2 separate regions of the Sus scrofa genome follow, and region 1 is linked to region 2. A link is a contact called in public promoter capture Hi-C data. All regions are on one chromosome and are shown on one strand. Each heading gives the region's core, a stretch centred on a gene start, on an enhancer-like site or on the middle of the called end of the contact. The rest is flanking DNA. Distances are from core to core; before and after follow the strand shown.

What was found. Promoter capture Hi-C pulls out the DNA fragments that hold promoters and counts their contacts.
Region 1: a contact with region 2 is called in a promoter capture Hi-C map of liver, with 4 times the contacts expected there. The contact joins the promoter of SSSCA1 here to the promoter of MUS81 in region 2. A contact is called at or near these places in 2 of 5 promoter capture datasets (fetal liver and liver), 3 of 47 Hi-C or Micro-C datasets (heart right ventricle, liver and skeletal muscle) and 2 of 2 datasets of contacts at active chromatin or transcription factors (alveolar macrophages and skeletal muscle).

Annotation. Positions count from the first base shown.
Region 1 is chr2:6,683,138-6,685,837 of Sscrofa11.1, forward strand. SSSCA1 (Sjoegren syndrome/scleroderma autoantigen 1) reads right to left here and starts at 1,427. Exons shown (of 5, transcript XM_021082852.1): 1 at 1,321-1,427; 2 at 1,074-1,225; 3 at 857-941; 4 at 1-457. The coding sequence starts at 1,339. The coding sequence ends at 114.
Region 2 is chr2:6,469,303-6,472,040 of Sscrofa11.1, forward strand. MUS81 (crossover junction endonuclease MUS81) reads right to left here and starts at 1,478. Exons shown (of 16, transcript XM_003122526.5): 1 at 1-1,478. It overlaps CFL1 (cofilin 1), which reads left to right and starts at 2,256. Exons shown (of 4, transcript NM_001004043.1): 1 at 2,256-2,336. The coding sequence starts at 2,334.

The sequences.
Region 1 (2,700 bases), core at 177-2,676, 210 kb after region 2:
AGGAAAAAGACGACTGGAGCTGGGGCTTGCATGCACACTTAGAACCAAGAAAAGAACAAACCACACAAGAGGAATAGCTGTTTTTCTAGAGGATTCTTCTCAGGAGGGGTCTTTTAGGGTTGCAGCTGCTGCAGGCTGCGCAGGGCTTCAGCACAAGCCCGGATAAGGCTACACAGCTGGATGCTCGTCTCCAGGGAGGTGCTAGAGCCCAGCTCAGCTGAGGCCCAGGCCAGCTTCTGCAGGAGAGCCTCCCGTGTGCAGGCCACAACTTCAGCATTTGGAGGCACAGCAGGAGGGGGCGGCCCCTGGACTGCCTTGAGCCCTGCTGCAGCTCCCTCACAGTGCTCTGGACGGGGGACTGGGGGCTGAGGGGCTGGCCGAGAGCCTAACGGGGGCTCCGAAGCAGAGGCGAGCTGGTGCTCCCGAGCTTGGGAGAGGGCAGCCTGGGCATTCAGAGCTAAAAGAGGAGAAAGCCAGTGGAATGGTCAGGATACCTGGCCTGCCTCAGCCCCGAGCCACCTCCCTACTCTTTACTTTTACACTGTTCTGCTCTTTCTGTTCTTCAGAAGTTTTCCCTGCCCCTGTGTAAGGCAACTCATTCCTTTTCTTCTCTGTATCAATTATTTATGTCCTTGCTTCATCTCTCTCATCAGAATTATGCCTAATTAAGCTCAGACTCTCCCATGGTGTTGGGCACACAGTGTAGGTTTTAGTGCTTTTACTCAACGAGTGGTCCTTTCTAGAGCTGAAAGGAGAAAGCACCTTACCCCCGCCCATCAATCATCTTCCAGGCCTACTGTACTGTTCCTGAGCCTCTATCACCACACTTCTTCACCAAGCACACTCGATCCCTCACCCGGATTATCTTTATCCACGTCTGAATCGAGCTCCTGACAAGCCACGCAGTAGATTTTCCGCTGTTTGTCTTGGAGGAGGATCGTCTAGGAGCCAGAAAGCATACGGGGCAGGGGTGAGACGCTAGGCGATGCGGTCCAGAGTGGAGACTTGAGGAAGGGCCGTGCGGCCTAGCCCACGGCCCCATCCTGGTTCCCACGTCCCGAGTCTCTCCTCACCCCGCAGTCCGCGCACGTCTCGCCCAGCATGCGGTAACCACGCAGCAGGTAGTCGCCCATGAGCCGGGAGATGCGATCCTGCCGCTCCCGCCGCGCTTGCAGCACCTTCGTCTCCGCTTCAGTCGGGGGCTCCCAGGAGAAATCGTCGACTTCTGGGGGAAGAGAGGCATGAAGGGTTGAGGGTTTTGCTGAAGCAGACTGCCTCCCGTACCCCGCAACCACCGGCCCCCGCAGCCCAAGTTCTCACCAGCGCCGTTCAGAGCCATGTTGCCGTTGTCGCCGATAGACTTACCGGAAGTGACGCACAAGCAGAGCGCCCTCCTCTTGGCCCCGCCCCCTCGTGTTGGGCGGAGGAAGAGGGCGGAAATGCGCTCACTGTGCTCCTCTGACGTCACGATGCCCAGAGTGGGGCGTGTCTGCCGCAGACTGGAACCTGTCCCGCTGGCGCGGCTCTCGGTGAGAGCTCCGGGAAAAAACTTTTCGACTGGTGGGGCCTCAGGAGCGGCGTCTCCGTGATACCACCGCTTAGGTCGCAGGACCCGGAAGTGGCTGTGTACGGTCGCCCTTCCTGCCTGCTGCGGATGGCTGGAGAAATCTCCGCTGGCCTCCACCTCCCCCGGGGTTTCTCTTTCCGCACTGGCGGGACCTGGGGCCAGCCGGGAAGTGACATTATCTCAATAACGACACTCTTGATAATAACAAATGGCCCCTTACACACGCGTGGAGCCTCTTGAGACCTCAAGCGCTTCTCACTTCAACTGGCAAGGCAGGCCAGGCGGCGATCGTTCTCGCTTTCTATACCTTTCCGCCTATTTCAAGATCCCTCCCTTTCTACAGTTTTTTGTAGTCCAGTTGGCCTACCCCCTACTCCCCTCCAAGGCCTGGTGATGATGCAAAGGCAGCCCCTAAACAGACTTTTTGTTTTGTTGAAGTTTGGACCCTCAAAAAGAAAAAACAAATCTGGAGCTGTGGCTGTGCTGGGCGTGCGCAGTCGATTCCATGCTGTAGGGTGGGGCTGAGGGGCTTGCTACACGTGCCTGTGACCTTACCCTCTTTGGGTGGGGTGCTGTTCAAGTTATTAGTGCTCCCTGGACATTGGCCTTGGTGATTTTTTTTCTCTTTGTTCTTTTTCCATACACGTCCTCTCCCTGAATACGTTTGGAGAGGACAGGTGGAGCAGGCAGTGTCCTCAGAGGGCAGCCCTAGGGTCTCAGGGCTGTACACCAAGGCAATGGGGAAGGAGCTAGGACTTAGCCACCCCCCCCACCCCTCACCCCCACCAATCTCATTGGCAATCTCCTTTGAGAGCACATGCTTTCAGATTTTTGTCTTGGGTTTTTGTTTTTGTTTTTTTGTTTCTGGCTGTGCTACAGCATGGGGAAGTTCCAGGGCCAAGGATAGAGCCCAGACCACAGTAGTAACCTGAGACACAGCAATGACAATGCAGGATCATCAACCCACCAGACCACCAGGGAACTCCTCACAGTCTTAAGGGAGTTTTTTTTTGTGTGGTTTTTTTGTTTTTTGTTTTGTTTGTTTGTTTGTTTTTTGTCTTTTTAGGGCCCCACCCGCAGCCTATGGAGGTTCCCAGACTAGGGGTCCAACTGGAGCTGTTGCTGCCGGCCTA
Region 2 (2,738 bases), core at 228-2,727:
GAGAGGTGGGAGGATGGGGAAGCAGATGGGTTCAGTTGTTTTTGTAGGAAGGACATTAGGAATGAGGACACAAAGGTAACGCAGAAAGAGCTGAAAGACCCTCCGAGGAAATGGTGATCCCATGTGGGCCTCCCCATCCAGAGCAGTGGGGGAGGGGCGCGAAGACGAGGACGTGCAGGGAAGGCCAAAGCTGGGAGGACAGGGAGAGGGAGACAGTAGACAAACAGAAAGGGGACAAGTAGGAGGTGCTGGACATCGAGGCATGTGGGAGGGGCTGACATGGGCATGTTGTTGGATTCGGGGTAGCAACCCGGGGGTGAGAAATACGGACAAGGGAAGAACACTTCATCGTTCTTGTGACTCGTTGGAGGTGGGGGACTCTCAGGAAGGTTAAGATGGGAACTATGCAAAGGGGGTTCCACTTGAGCACGAGAGTCTCGCCAGCAAGTTACAGCAGCCGACATCTGCCATACCGGAAGTGGCGAGGTGTGGGTCTGGGGCCTTTCGGGAGTGGAGAGGCGGGCGCCCGAGCTCCAGGCCTGCCCCTTCAGACTCCGCCCAGCCTCGATCCCGCACCCCCCGGCCGGCTCCGCACTCCCGCCTCCCGCCTGACGCTGCCTTATAAGGAGCCTCCAGCAGGCGTTCGGATTGGACCCGCCCCCTCTAGTCTCTTGTCCTAATAAGGACATCTAGGGCATCCCGCAGCTAGGGGCGGGCGGGAGCGCGTCTCCAGGGTAACTGCGAAATCTCCCACCCCCCTCCTCGTTGCTCTTGGAAACTCCGAAGCTCAAAAAGGTGGAGCCAATCTCATCTTGTAGCAAGGTCTCTTGCAGGAGGCGGCGGTCGAGCTGCGGTCCCCACCTGATGCTCCCGGTGGGGGGGCAATGCAGCGGTACGTCCCCGACTACAGTCCCCGGCATGCTCTGCGACATACCCCAGTCTCGGGTGTTGCTCCCCAGCTGAAGACCAAGCTTCCAGCTCTTCATTTACAGCCTTTATTCTGCATATGGGATCGATGCCCCCAATTCTCTTGTTTGCGACCCTGTCTTCTGCAGAGTAAGCGGCTATGGCCTTTGTTGAAAGCCAATGAAATCTCCCTGGAGTCCCCCACCCTAGTCTGTTTTTTGAAGGTTATGCTCCCACAGAGCTTCTGTTTTAATTTCTGTGGGTATTAAATTAACCATATGCCTGGTTACCAACTGGAGAACGAGATTTAAGTCTGGTTTAAAATCTGTTTCCTGGAGTTCCCGTCGTGGAGCAGCGGTTAACGAATCCGACTAGGAACATGAGGTTGCGGGTTCGATCCCAGCCCTTGCTCAGTGGGTTGAGGATCCGGCATTGCCGTGAGCTGTGCTGTAGGTCGCAGACGCAGCTCGGATCCCGCCTTTCTGTGGCTCTGGCATAGGCTGGCAGCTACAGCTCCGATTCGACCCCCTAGCCTGGGAACTTCCATATGCCGTGAGAGCAGCCCAAGAAATGGCAAAAATAAAATAAAATCTGTTTCCTCTGCTCACTGCCTAGTAAAAGGCGGTAATCTTCGAATGCATAAATCCCTGCTCTTCTCCCTTTATTGCCTCATGAATATGCCAAATGCTTTTAAAACTAGTACAAAGCTCTATTTTCAAAGATTTCTTTGTAGTCTTTCCTTGTGTTTTTTTTCTCTTATTTTATTGAAATTGCACATCGCCTTTCCTCAGTAGACAAGAGTGTCTTTTGAGTATGGAGAATGGTTAATGAATGTGTCCTGGATTGAAGTCTCCTTATACTTGGGATTCTCCTTGCTCTAGGACTGGATTCCAGACCAATGAATAGTTGCTTCAATTCACAAAAGCAAAATACCAAGTCACTGGAAATTTTTAGACCAAGAGATCCAGAAAAACGCCAGGATGGACCTTAGGAAAACCGTTTCGGTACGGGATAAAGAAGCGCGAAATCGAGGCTCATTTTCAGGTCAAATCACCCAGCACCGAGGCCTTGGCTCTGTGCAGAGCGTTTCCTGGGGCATTCCACCAACCCGCGCGCTCTCCTTGCTGTAGTCCCGCCCCTCTCAGCTGTCCCCGGACTACACTTCCCAGTATGCAACGTGACGACCAGACGCTGTCAGATGAAAAAGACTCTGCTACCCAGCTGGCCCGAGGACAGCGCAGGAGCCTCGGACTTCATTTCCCGTCGGTCTTCAGGAGGAGCGCCGGAAGCCCGCCCCGCCCCTCATTGTGCGGCTCATACTAAACGGAAGGGGCCGGGAGAGGCCGCGTTCAGTCGGATCCCGGCAGCAGCTGAAGCGGCTCTTGTCTTTTCTGGCTCCTTGCTATCTCCTTTTCGCTTCCGGAAATATGGTGAGCGGCAGGCCACGGCGCGGGAGGGGAGGCGGCTGCGAGTCGATTGTCTGCGTGCGCGGGAGGGAACGGGGGAGCGACGTCGGCACCCCCTCCCCCAGATCCCCCGGCTGGATGAGGGTCTCGTGCTGAGGGGCGGGCGGCGCTGGGACGCGCGTGCGCGCCCGCGGGCGCCGGTGAGGGCCGGCTCGGACGTCGCTCGCGCGCCCCCTGGACTCCCCTCCCCTCCCCCACTCCGCTGTTGCGCCCGCGCGGACACTGGCCGTGGGGGAGGGGTCCAGGGCGCGCGGGTGCGCGGCCGTCGCGGAGCAGCCGGTGTCGCGCGTCGCGGCGGTGCCGAAGCGAATGGGTTCGCGGGTGCGCGCGCGCGCTGGGAGCACGCGGCATCCAAACCTGGCTCGG